Regions from separate parts of the Mus musculus genome. Here all the other regions are linked to region 1. A link is a contact called in public ChIA-PET and HiChIP or PLAC-seq data. All regions are on one chromosome and are shown on one strand. The core of a region is the stretch at or near the end of the contact, and the rest is flanking DNA. Distances in the headings are between cores, read along the strand shown.

Region 1 (3,048 bases), core at 473-2,972:
GGAGAGCAGGCTTCTAATCACATCTACCCAAGCAAGGAATTTAGTAAGTGTCCCTTTCCCCAAGAAACAGTGGCTCCCTCAGCGCAGGGTGGGGCGACACTGTAGCACCTGGCTGCCCTCTACCTCCTCAGCTGGAACGTGGGTGTCCAGCTTAGTGCCTCAGAGCACAGCAGAGATCTGTGAGAAAAGCCGTCTGCGTCCCCTACAACTGAGACTCTGAGTTATCTGACTCAGTTTCTCTGGCCGTGTGGTTTGGGGGGCAGAGGGATCACTGGCACGAGGAGCAGCACTTGGCACTGGCGAATGGCAGGAGTCATTCTGTCACCTACAGCAAAGTTTCCAAATGTCAGGCCCCACTCCCTTACCTCAGTCTGTCAGGCTGTTCACCCAGGCAGTTACTCTTTCCCTGTCACCTCGCCAGAGCCCGGGTTTCTGTGGCTCTGCTCACGAAACTGACAGCTTCCTCCTCAGAGACCTAGCGGGTGCAACTTGCCACAGTCTCTGGAGTCTTCCTTCTTTCTGACTCATTCAGTAAGCACAGATGCCTGAGGGCTGCAGCCCAGCCTCTCTTTGCCGCCTTCATTCCCAGCCCACCACGACCAACCCCGTAACTCCAGCCGACAGCTCAACCTCAAGGTGCTGCAAGGAGCTACCTTAATATTCCTCGGGTCTTCATCTGACTCTCAAGTCACTTAGAAACGGCCAACCGAACAACTGTTTTCTTTGGCAGAAGGCAGTCAGCACCAGTGAAGCCATTGCTGCCTCCCTCGGCATCCCTCATCTCCTGCCTTGTCAAGTCCACCTCTAGTTATTCCTTGACCCACCCACTTCTCTTCACTTCCTCTCCCACCACCACACACTACACCACAGTTTCCGTTCACCTACTGCCTGCACTTGCCTGCAGTCCACAAGGAGCCAGAGACTGGTGGAATGGTTAGTGTGGTCAACCTGACAGAAGCTAGGGTCACCTGGGAGACGGGCCTCGGAGCATACCAGGAAGGGATTGATTCTCTTGATCAGGTTAACCGATGTGAGGAGACCCAGGTAGCTGTGGGCAGGAACTCCTGGCCTCCATAAAGAAGGGAGAGTGCACTAGCAGGCACTGATGGCTCTCAAGATTCTATACTTCAGAACTGTGGAAACGACGTGGCCAGCTGCTTCAAGCACTTACTGCCCTGACTTCCTCACGACGGACAGCACCAAGAACTATGGGGGAAATAAGCTCTTTCTTTCTTTCTTTCTTCCTTCCTTCCTTAAGTTGCATCAGGGAAAGAAACTAAGACTGCCGGTCCCAACAGACCGGAGACCCCGGGGCTGGGTCCGCAAGTTCTCCCTGGATCCTGCCTGCCAGCTGCAACGCCACGTACAGCCGTGTGCCCGGAACATCAGCCGGCGTCCTCCTCGGCAAGGCAACCTGATGCTCTCTGCTCTGGTCCCCTTCCCCAGGACCCCCATTGCGCGTGGCACTTAACACCGCGTGACGACTGTGTTTGCTCACGTGTCCCTGCCGCGCCTGCTCGGCAGTATCCACCTGGTTCCCCCCATCCCCAAGACCCGGCCCCTCGTACGTGCTCGGCGAATGCCAGGCGAACGGGCCCAGAGCCACTGGAAAGCTGGGGAAACTGAGGCCGGGCGAGAAGGCAGGGGACCGCCCACACGCCCACTTACCTCCGCCCAGGCTCTCGCCGGGAGCCTCCTGCCGGAAGCTCGAGGTGGGCACTGTGCCTCAGGAGGCGAGACTTCCGCCGGAAGTCGGTGGGGTGGGCGGAGCCAGAGCATCTCTAAGGCGGCTACAGCAAGCTTCCCAACACGGTCCCTCTGTACCTTTCCCTTAAACGGGCACCAGGAACGAATCACAGCTACTAATAACTCTGTACAGGGCTTATTTCTTCAGGGACTTCAAGCAGCAGGGAAATGACATGACAACCATTAAATTTTATTAGTAAAACGTCCTGGCAAAGTGATAATGGACACTTTGTGACATTGCGTATGCCTATAAATTTGTGAGAATTATTCAATAGGCTGAGTACGTGAAGTTCATCGCAGAGGAAATGGAACCCAAAAGGAAGGGGGTAAGAAGGATCTAGTCTTACCGGGAGCCCAGGGAAGCAGGTTACAGTGGCCGCAGAACACCAATTTAGCACACCTGGATTTGACTCATTTCAGGTACAGAGTATGTGGGCAAGATAACCTCTAAGCCATGCAAGCTAGGGCTGCAGACCCGAGCTGGCCCAGTTCTCGGCGTCTGCTCATCCGGGCTCTACTAGGACTGGCTGCAAACAGGAATCCTTGCACATGACTTGGCTGGGCTCCTGGCTCCTAGCAGAAGGCTCAAGGCCAGCGTGTAAGCTGTGCTTTGTGCACACTGCTGCTGTAGGCTGTTGCCAGCTGGCATCACGAAAGCATTCGTTGATTCAATGCTTCCTGAGACCTACAATGGTGCCCATCGCAGCCCAAGGTCTTGGCTTCGTTCAGCCCTCAAAGCCTGCGTTGCATGCACTTTCTATGCCTTCTGAAAGCGCCTGTCCTCACCCCCTTCTGACTGAGGCAAGGGGAAGTATCTATTTTCATCACTGCCTTCATTCAAACCTCCCAGCTACCAAGGCTGCTGATGGGAGCACCAGCTTAAAGCACCAGCTGGCAAGCTGGGCACTAACTGCAGGCAACATGCGGGGTGCGGAACATGTCTTCTTTGAAAGGCACAAGTACTCGAGCTGTTCCCTGGCTGTGTCCCTGGCAGGGGAAAAAGGGAGGATGGGTTCTTGGGGGTGTACAGTATGCCTTTCCACGTTGTACCCAGCACGACTGAGCAGAAAACGCTCTGTCCTGTAGCACAAGCTGTGAGCATCCTTAGCCAGCAGGTGTGAGTAGTTTGCGCATGACAAGAGCAGGAGAGATGAGGGGAGAGGGAGATGCTCTCAGAGTGGCTGGGAGCTCTCCACATGCTCCCAGGCACACTGAAATGAAGGCTGTCAGGCCGCTCCTCACCCTTGGGACAGGGAATAAGTGCAGAGGAAGAGGTGTGGATAGGAAGCAGTCTACATGAAA
Region 2 (2,978 bases), core at 204-2,703, 310 kb after region 1:
GGGAGACAGAGCCAGCAATGCCAGAGCCTGACCCATCTACACTTGGGGACCCCTTTTAAAGAATTACACATACAGGTGATTATCTCTCTAAATCAAGGAAAGGGTTCACAACTGGTTCCGACTTGATTTGATTTTTTGTGTATGAGCATCCTGCTTGTACGTATGTCTGTGTACCATGTGCAGGCCTGGTTAGGATAGCTATTAGCTGCCATGTGAGTTCTGGGAACTTAACCAGGGTCTTCTGCAAGAGTAACAGGACCCTTAACTGTCGAGCTATCCCTCCAGCCCCTAGTTTTATTTTTATTGTCTGTATTTGGGGGGGGGGGGGGGAATTGTGCATGTGAGTGCAGTGCTTGCAGAGGCCAGCAGAGGGCATCAGATCTTCTAGAGCAGGAGCTTCTGGAACAAGTCAGAGTTCAGAGTCACCTAATCTATCCTGAGCACAGCTAGAGAAGCCAAAAGAAGCTGGCGTGTGTAAACTTGGAATAGATCTTTCACCTCTGGGGTCCAGCTGAGGCCCATTTCTAGTTTCCCACTAGGGACTCATAAGGGGCCCAGAGACTGACTGGTTTGGCTAAGGGACCCAAAGCCTGACTTGGAGACACCTGAAGTCCCAGTATCTGAGCAGCAGCAGTAGTAATCTGAAGCCAGCTGAGCCCCCATAAGGGAGGCACTGGGACTGGGGAATGGCATAGTCATTAAAGCACCATGCTAGCAGAAGGGCTTGAGTTCAGATCCCCAGTAGCTAAGTAAAATGCTAGGCGTGGCAGCAGGTGCCTATAATGCGTCGCCTAAGAGGCAGAGGCAGGAGGATCCCTGGAGCAAGCTTGCTGGCCAGCCCCTCCAGCTGAATCCTGAATCAAAAACCTCCATCTTCAAAAAGAAACCTTGCGTTGGGGGGTGGGGGGAGAGCTATTGACAAAAACAGTACTGCTGACCTCTGGCCTAATACATACACGCTCACCCTCACACTCACACTTTCCTGTAATTGAGGTGACACCTCCACAGAGACATCTTCCTGGACCGCTCTGCTGCCCGGCCACCCACAAGCCCTTCTTTCCCTCTCCTTGGTATTTACAACTTTCTTCAGCTGCCTTTTTCCCTGGATTCTTTGTTCGTGATTCCCACTCTCAACGTGGATGCAAAGTTCCAGGATGACAGAAAACGAGTTGGTCTTATTGTAGTGGAGCAGTTGACCAGGCACGGACAGTCGAGTGGATGGAGGATGGATGGATGAATGAATGAATGGATGGATGGATGGATGGATGGATGGATAGATAGATAGATAGATAGATAGATGATGGGTGGGTGGATGATGGGCGGATGAATGCATGTGTGCGGTCCCCGTCTGCGCTGCTGACTCTCTGGGGCCGCGCCTGGCCACGGTGAGGACGCTGCGGGGCCGGGAGGCGGCGTGGGCGTCGCCGCAGGGAGGAGGCCGGCGCGTCCCTCCTCCGGGAGCGCAGCGGCGGCAGCGAGAGCAGCGCGCACTGCAGGGCCGACTCCCCGCCCGGAGCCAGCGCCGCGCCCCGCGGCCCCCACGCACGGCGCGGCCCGGCGGGGGCGCAGGAGACCCGCGGCCGGGACAGGGGGCCGGTCCCCGGCACAGGAGGCTGCCGCAGCCCTGCGACATTCGCTCCGCGTGCCATCTCCCGGCCTGGCCCGCTCGGGACGACTCTGCACTGTGCGGGTGAGTACCGCGCTCGGGGACACCGGGTGGGACCGCGTCTCCCGGGGACCCCGTAGACACTAAAGGAGCGGAAACTCGGCCGCCGGCAGCAGATCCAGTCTTGAGATCCCTTTGGGTCTCAGGGCCTCAGTTTCCCCTTGTGTTCCAGGTGAGGGGGGGTGCGGGGCGCAGTGACTGAAGTTAGCAACTCCAGTGCGCCGGACAAGTGCAGGACGCGGCCGGGTCTCTGCGTTTGGTTTGTTGTTTGGCCTCGGAGGAGACTCAGGAGACTCGTGCTGAATCTCGGATTGTACCCAAAGGATCCAAGAGACAAGCTGATGTCCGAAGGCTGGGGTTGTGGGTGGCCGAGGAGCTGTGCAACTCGCTGGAACTTGGGGCCCGTGGCCCAGCCTCCCCCACGTCGATTTTCTTTTGAAAAGTCTTTACTATCCTGTAGCCCGCACTGGTCCAGCTCAGGGCGCTCACTCTGAAGCTGAAACTTAACACAACTTTTCATCAGGACGCTTAGACTGGGTTTCATAGTAAGGGGAGAGCGCGCGGACCTGAGTTACTATAGCCAGGCAGCTGTGGACTAGCCCTAGCTGCTTCATTGCATTTCAAACAGCTCTCACGCTCACGGAGTATTAGGGAAGCAGGACTGGGAGAGGTGTCCCATCGCTAAAGCCTCAAAGTGCTTTCTTTACTCCGCAGTTGAATGTGAGATTTTCTTGCAAGGCACATTGGGCCCCAAAACCATCCCAGGGCTCAGACTTGACAGCCCTCGCTCCTTGCCTGTGGAAAAAGCAAGGCAGAAACGCTATCGCCTATCCTCCCTCCCTCTTCCCGCCTCAGTCTGAAATGCTACATAACTTTTAACGACTTTAAGTATATATAATATATAACGCGATATTATATATAAATATGTCGTGCGAGGTACAGAAGCCACTCCTGGTGGGAAGGTTTAACGAAGTGAGAGAAAGTACTAGGATTTACAAACACCAGGGAAGCATTTGAATTATGTCTGAGTCGGGAACTCCCGCCCCAAGGAAACTATAACTGGGGACAGTGGTTGTATTTGAAGCCGATTCTATTAATTCCACAAGCCCTTGATGCTAGGATGAAAGAATTTTCTATGACCAGAGCATGGGTCAGCTTAAGAGAGACACCAGCCCTCGGAGATGTGTTAGACCCCAACATTCACAGCTGTCCGTGGGGACCAAGGCTGGGTCTTTTCAAAACAATCTTTGTCAAGGGTCATTGTGCCGTTTTACCCAAGGAATGCCCTCCCCTTCCCACTTCTCTGCAGCAT
Region 3 (2,845 bases), core at 41-2,540, 480 kb before region 1:
AGAGCTAAAAGGACTTCAAGACTTCCCATATAACTCCCTTAAAAAAAAAAAAAAAAAAAAAAAAAAAAAAACAGTCTGAGGTTGTGAAACTGAATGCAGATTAATCTAGCCGAAATCAGAGGCGCTGCCGGCTACCTGCAGATTAATCTAGGTGAAAGGGCTTGCCCAGTGCTGGAGCCTGAACCCTGAGTCCTAGCACTCAACCCTGAGATTGTCAGTTTTTTCTTTACAGAACAATTTGAAAAGCGCTCCTGGCCCAAGACAGTAATTACCTAGCTGGAAGAACGATAGCTTCTGATAAAGTCGTAAGGGCTGCATGGGTCAGAACTGTCACTGAACAGGCATGGTGGTACACACCTTTGAGCCCAGGATTTGGGAGGCAGAGATACACTGGCCTCTGTGAGCTCAAGGCCAGCCAGGTCTACACAGAGTTCCAGGTTAGCCAGGGAGGGCTATACAGAAAGCCTGTCTCAAAACAAAACAAGACAACCAGCTAGACCTGGTGGTGAACTCCTGCCAGCGCTTAAGAGACAAATGAAGGTGGATCCCTGTGGGTTCCAAGCCAACTTGCTGTGTATATATATATACTCTCTCTCTCATTCTCTCCCTCTCCATTCATATATATATAGTGAATTCCAGGTCATCCAGGACTATATTTAGTGACATCTTGTCTCTAAACAAAACAAAAAAATTGTTACAAACCCACTTCAGTGAAAGATAAGTAATGACTTACCAGACATTAAGGGATGGCTTGAACAAACGAACACACACGCACACTCAGTCTACCAGATTAAGCTGCCTTGTGGGGTAGCGGAGTCTCTGTCCCCTCTCTCCCTCTCTCCCTCTCTCCCTCTCTCCCTCTCTCTCTCTCTCTCTCTCTCACACACACACACACACACACACACACCTTCCCCCCCCACCCCCCAGATCGCCTCCTGAAGAGGAAGCAAGGATGGATGCCAGGGACATGCCTTCTAACTGCAGCAGAGCTTGCATCCAACTCTTAACCCCAGAACTGAGGTTCACAGGGAGATGGCAGTAATCGCGACTCTATACTGAAAGAGGGGTGCGAGCCTAGTTCAGAGGCGCTACCGGCTACCTGTAGAGATCTTCATCTAGCGGCTCGAGGTTGAGCACGCTCGTGACCAGCACACTACGGAGGTCCCCGGAAAGGTCGCCGCGGTCGGCGTCGCCATGAGCATCTCCCAGACCCTCTGGCGCTGACATTTTCACTGCTGGCTGCGGTTGAGAGAAACGCGGAAACTTATATAGGCTCCCAGCGCTTCCGGAAGGTCGCTCCAGGGGCCGGAAATCCCAAGGGCTCCGGGGAGCGAGACGCAGATTGTGATTGGTCGATGTGCTTGTCAATTTCAGAGTGGGCGCGGCTAGCTCTATCTTAAGATTGGAGGATATTTGTGTCAGTTTTGGACATCCGCGTGTGATTGGGTGAATCAGCGAGGGGGCGGAGCCTTGGAGATGAATAATAAGGGATGAGCGTCTTTCCTCTTCTGTCACTGAGCAAAGTCGCCCCTAGGTTGCTGTTACCGGTCTCCTCCTGTTCTGGGCTCCTCCCAAGCGCCCTGTAAGCCACTCACTCGGGACCGCAGCTGGGCCCGTGCCAGCCGTTACCCAGTGACCTCTGACCCCTGCCGTGGTTCTAGGTTCTAGGAGGGCCAGTCCCCGGCCATGGAGCTAGGCAGCTGCTTTAAGACCTACGAGGACTTCAAGGAGTGTTTCAGCGCCTACAAAAAGGAGACCAGGTGCTCCTTCATTGTCAGGGACTGCATCTCCGTCCGCTTCCATAACCTCAACAACGGCACCTCTTTCCGCGAGGATATCCTGTAAGGGCGGGGCAGGAGGGTGGGGAGGAGGGCTGCCTGGAGGAGGAGGGCGTGCATGGAGGAGCCACGTTCCCCGTGCCTGCGGAAAAACGAGGGAAACCTCACCGGCGTGGCCTTTGCTACCCGCCGCGCTTGCTCCCACTCCTTCATTCACGAGCTTTCCTGGGAATTCGCAGTAACTGCATCTTGTTGTTTTTCCGTTTTATTTGTTTGTTGAGAGAATCTATCTCAAGCGCAAGGCTGGTTGAGGAGTGAATTGAAACGCCTTAGTAATAATTTCCTCCATTAGCCTCCTCTTTACAAAGCAGTAATGGTGCTCATTGGTTGGTTGGTTGGTTCTTTTCGGTGATTGATTTTGTAAATGATTCTTGAGCTCCAGATACAGCCGTTTTCAAACACCTTCCTTATCCAAGGTGGTGCTCCCTGAGTGCCTTTCTTACTCTGCAGGGCTGTGTGTCAGAATTATTGGTGGTAGCTCCCTGACTCATTTGACTTTAGGGGCTAAAAGCTGATGAAAACGCCAGGGCTTTTAGGGTTCAGGTGAAACAGCCTACTATAAATTTAGCTTTTAGTTTTTCTTTGAAAGAAAGAATAAGGGTGCAGGTTTAGAAGCCCAATGCGAAAAGGTTGAGGCCGGCGGGTCATGAGTTTGAGACAAATCAGTTTGGTTTAAAAAAAAAAATACAGGGAAAGGGGGTTGGTGGTGGAAGCCTTTAATCCCAGCACTCAGGAGGCAGAGGCAGGCAGATCTCTGTGAGTTCGACGCCAGTCTGGTCTACAGAGCAGCTTCCAGGACAGTCAGGGCTACACAGAGAAAACCTGTCTTGAAAAACCAAAGTGGGGAGTTGGGGGGCGGGAGGGAGAGACAGAGAGAAATGGGAAGCAGCCCCGCCCCTTCGTAAAAAGGAAGGTTTGTGTGCCCAGTCTTTTGCTGTGAAATCTAATCATATGAATCAATTTGAAAGTCAATTCAAGTTTTAATTACAACATATAGGCCAACTGAG
Region 4 (3,064 bases), core at 189-2,688, 290 kb before region 1:
GCCCAGGAAAGAGAGACTGAAATACTTTTTAACAGTTAAACAGCTAGTAGATGACAAGGCCTAGGTTGTGCTGGTACTCTGATAACTGGAGTTCAAGGTCAAGGTCAGACAGAGTGTGGTGGGCGCTGGATGCCTGGAGACCTTGTAGCTTTTCCCGGGTATCGGGAGACCTGGTCACGGTTGCCCTCTGGTTCTATTTTGGTCTTTCCAAGAACTGGTCCGGGAAACTACAGCCGGCCACCTCGCCCTGCTGGTCACCAAGAATGTTTCCATGTTTCCCGGGAACCCTGAGCGCTTCTCGGAGGGCAGCATTGACGTGTGGTGGATTGTGCACGACGGGGGCATGCTCATGCTGCTGCCCTTCCTGCTGCGACACCACAAGGTGGGTGCCTGTGGATGTGTGTGGTGCGGGGAAGGGTCAATGTCCATGTAGGTGTGTCCATGCAGGTCCATCCATGGGGAAGCCCCCAGGCTCTAGGCAAGCGCAGCCTTCGAGCCCTCTGCTCTCCCTTACGGGACCTTTCTTTTGGGATTCGCCGTTGATCCTTGCAGGTCTGGAGGAAATGCAAAATGCGGATCTTCACCGTGGCCCAGATGGACGATAACAGTATCCAGATGAAGAAGGACCTGACCACGTTTCTGTACCACTTACGCATTACTGCAGAGGTGGAGGTGGTGGAGATGGTAGGTCCCTAGGAGCCTCTGAAGTTCTTGAGGTCCCAGCTGGGGGCTCTTTCCTTTTGGCCACGGCACCCATCAGGGCCACTTGGATAGCCATAGCCGTCAGTGGATGATACAGGTCGCCTTCCCCTGTGAACTCGTCTTAGCCTCTTACCTACTCACCCAAGGGTTCAGCCAGCCAGCCATCTGCCGCAAGAGTAGCTGCCATGTTGAAGAGTGCTCACTCTGTGACCAACTGCTGTGCGCACTTGGCAAGTCGGAGCTCTCATGGCCTCCAGTGAGATACACACATTGATGTTTTCATTCCCAGCTAGGATATTGAGACCCAGAAAGGTCTGGTGACTGACTGCACAACACAATGAGCAGCAGAGGCAGGATTCAAACCCAGGCGGGCTGCCGCATGCTCTGTTCCCTGTGGGCACACGGTCCCACTCCCGTCTTTCCACACCCCCTCAGCGTGTCTGTGCCTCACGCTGTGTTCATTAACCTACCCTTGTGTCCGTTCACTTATCACCCCATCCATCCTGGGATGTGTTCATTCATCTCTTGTTCCCTTCTTTTCCTTCTTCATTCGCTCAGGTAATTAATTAATTAATCAATACATTCATCGCTTTACAATTTACACCCTTGCCTCTGTGTTGGGTGCACAGGGAATGAGCTGCCTGTTCTCCCAGGCCACGGTTTGGTCCCTGGCCTCCTACAGCCTTGGTGCAAGGCCATGTGACAGGAAGCTGCAGGCTGGTGGGAGGGAGGGCTCCTGCCTCCCCCACCTTGGCCTTCCTTAGTTCTCAGCTGCTGCTGCTCTTCTTCCCTGCGCATAGCATGAGAGCGACATCTCGGCATACACCTACGAGAAGACATTAGTAATGGAGCAACGATCTCAGATCCTCAAACAGATGCACCTCACCAAGAACGAGCGGGAACGGGAGGTAAGGGTCCCCTGATGAGGTGCTCAGAGCCACAAGCTACTTCAGACTGTGGGCCTGCACAGGTGTGGGAGGTTCTGGCCTGCCGTGCGCGCCTGGCCATCAAGAATGCTGTATTCACCTTAGCTGCCATCACCTTCTAATGCTCGGCTCCCCTGCTGTGGGGCTACATGGAGCTGTTGCCGCTTTTCCAGCCCCCTCACAGGGACTTTGGCATGGAAACAGACTTTCGCCTCTGTAGGAGACTTCTAGGCCCGAGGAAGAATAGTGGCTGCTAAATATGTACGGATGACAAGTTCTCAGGGGGTGTGTGCTGCCAGTGTGGGAGACAAGGGTTCATGTAACAGACTCGCCGAGTGGGTAACAGATGGGTATTTAAAGACATGGATGTTGGGTAGGAGTCAGGGGCGAGCCTCCTAGGGGCTGAGTGAAGGGCTCTCAGGAGAGGAGCTGCTGAGCACCACGGGATAAGGTCTCTTCAGTTTCAATCACTGGCCCCCTGGAGCACGGATAAAAAGATCCACTCCAGGGAGCGGAGTCCCTGGGGGAAGTGAGGGATGACAGCCAGGGCTGTGGACAGAAGGGCTCCTGGGGCATGAGTAGCAGATCCCATAGGCGAACCACGGGTTCTCTCAGGTCTCTCGGGTGGGGAGAATCTGTCTTTCAGAATGTGGCCGAGAGGTGCTCAGGGAAACGAGTGATGGGCCCTTGAAGGACAGGGGTGTCACCCAGGGTGATAGCAGAAGTGATAAGAAAGGCTGTGTGCTGGGGCCAGCCAGAGTGGCCTGGGACCATGGTGCTAGGCTCAGGCTTGCTGTGCCAGGTGTTAGACTGCTGGTTGCCAATGGCAGGAAGGCCTGGGCTCTGGAGACCAGAGGCCAGGGTAGCCATGCAGTAGGTGTTTGGTCCTGAGGCACTCCACTGTTTTTTTTTTTTTTTTTTTTTTTTTTACAATGAGTGCCACTCAGGCATGTGTGTAACCCGGATAAGCATCCACTGTAGTAATGGCTCTTGGCAGGGCGTGGGTGGTGACCCCCCAGCAGAGCTGGCACCAACCTGTGTCACTCCCCAGATCCAGAGCATCACAGACGAGTCTCGGGGCTCCATTCGGAGGAAGAATCCAGCCAACCCCCGGCTCCGCCTCAATGTTCCCGAAGAGACAGCGTGTGACAATGAGGAGAAGCCAGAGGAGGAGGCGAGTGGCTGGGGTGGTTTGGCTCTGACTAGTGGTAGTAGAAACTTTGGCCACCAAAAGTGTCACCTGCTGACCTGTCATCCCTACCTCAGGTGCAGCTGATCCATGACCAGAGTGCTCCCAGCTGCCCTAGCAGCTCGCCATCTCCAGGGGAGGAGCCCGAGGGGGAGAGGGAGACAGACCCAGAGGTGCATCTTACCTGGACCAAGGATAAGTCAGTGGCAGAGAAGAATAAAGGCCCCAGTCCCGTCTCCTCCGAGGG

The links. ChIA-PET counts read pairs in DNA pulled down with a chosen protein or histone mark. HiChIP or PLAC-seq counts read pairs in DNA pulled down with a chosen protein or histone mark.
Region 2: an HNF4G HiChIP or PLAC-seq map of pancreatic cancer cells shows a contact between it and region 1. The contact joins the promoter of Eya2 here to the promoter of Slc35c2 in region 1. A contact is called at or near these places in 1 of 115 datasets of contacts at active chromatin or transcription factors (pancreatic cancer cells) and 1 of 9 other capture datasets (pancreatic islet).
Region 3: a contact with region 1 is called in an RNA polymerase II ChIA-PET map of memory CD8 T cells, with 12 read pairs. The contact joins the promoter of Acot8 here to the promoter of Slc35c2 in region 1. A contact is called at or near these places in 4 of 39 promoter capture datasets (hippocampal neurons, liver, pre-B cells and 1 more), 4 of 115 datasets of contacts at active chromatin or transcription factors (the 230-238 cell line, acute myeloid leukemia, effector CD8 T cells and 1 more) and 1 of 9 other capture datasets (liver).
Region 4: a contact with region 1 is called in an H3K27ac HiChIP or PLAC-seq map of SST interneurons, with 4 times the contacts expected there. The contact joins the enhancer-like site here to the promoter of Slc35c2 in region 1. A contact is called at or near these places in 8 of 39 promoter capture datasets (the C10 cell line, cranial neural crest, embryonic stem cells and 5 more), 3 of 115 datasets of contacts at active chromatin or transcription factors (SST interneurons, embryonic basal ganglia and large pre-B cells) and 3 of 9 other capture datasets (adipose tissue, liver and pancreatic islet).

The regions. Positions count from the first base shown.
Region 1 is chr2:165,286,116-165,289,163 of GRCm38.p6, forward strand. It overlaps Slc35c2 (solute carrier family 35, member C2), which reads right to left and starts at 1,723. Exons shown (of 10, transcript NM_144893.2): 1 at 1,669-1,723. It overlaps Elmo2 (engulfment and cell motility 2), which reads right to left. Exons shown (of 21, transcript NM_080287.2): 21 at 1,916-3,048.
Region 2 is chr2:165,593,575-165,596,552 of GRCm38.p6, forward strand. It overlaps Eya2 (EYA transcriptional coactivator and phosphatase 2), which reads left to right and starts at 1,454. Exons shown (of 16, transcript NM_001271963.1): 1 at 1,454-1,690.
Region 3 is chr2:164,803,591-164,806,435 of GRCm38.p6, forward strand. It overlaps Acot8 (acyl-CoA thioesterase 8), which reads right to left and starts at 1,291. Exons shown (of 6, transcript NM_133240.2): 1 at 1,100-1,291. The coding sequence starts at 1,227. It overlaps Zswim3 (zinc finger SWIM-type containing 3), which reads left to right and starts at 1,524. Exons shown (of 2, transcript NM_178375.2): 1 at 1,524-1,841. The coding sequence starts at 1,687.
Region 4 is chr2:164,993,428-164,996,491 of GRCm38.p6, forward strand. It overlaps Slc12a5 (solute carrier family 12, member 5), which reads left to right. Exons shown (of 26, transcript NM_020333.2): 19 at 213-382; 20 at 553-684; 21 at 1,503-1,610; 22 at 2,680-2,802; 23 at 2,895-3,064. Among named protein-coding and RNA genes, the nearest start is that of Slc12a5, 27 kb to the left of the region's middle. Within about 2 kb of position 1,439, at least 12 of the 459 cell types and tissues checked have an H3K27ac peak or open chromatin away from gene starts, as enhancers often do. A contact at or near this core is called in SST interneurons and hippocampal neurons, where this site is marked.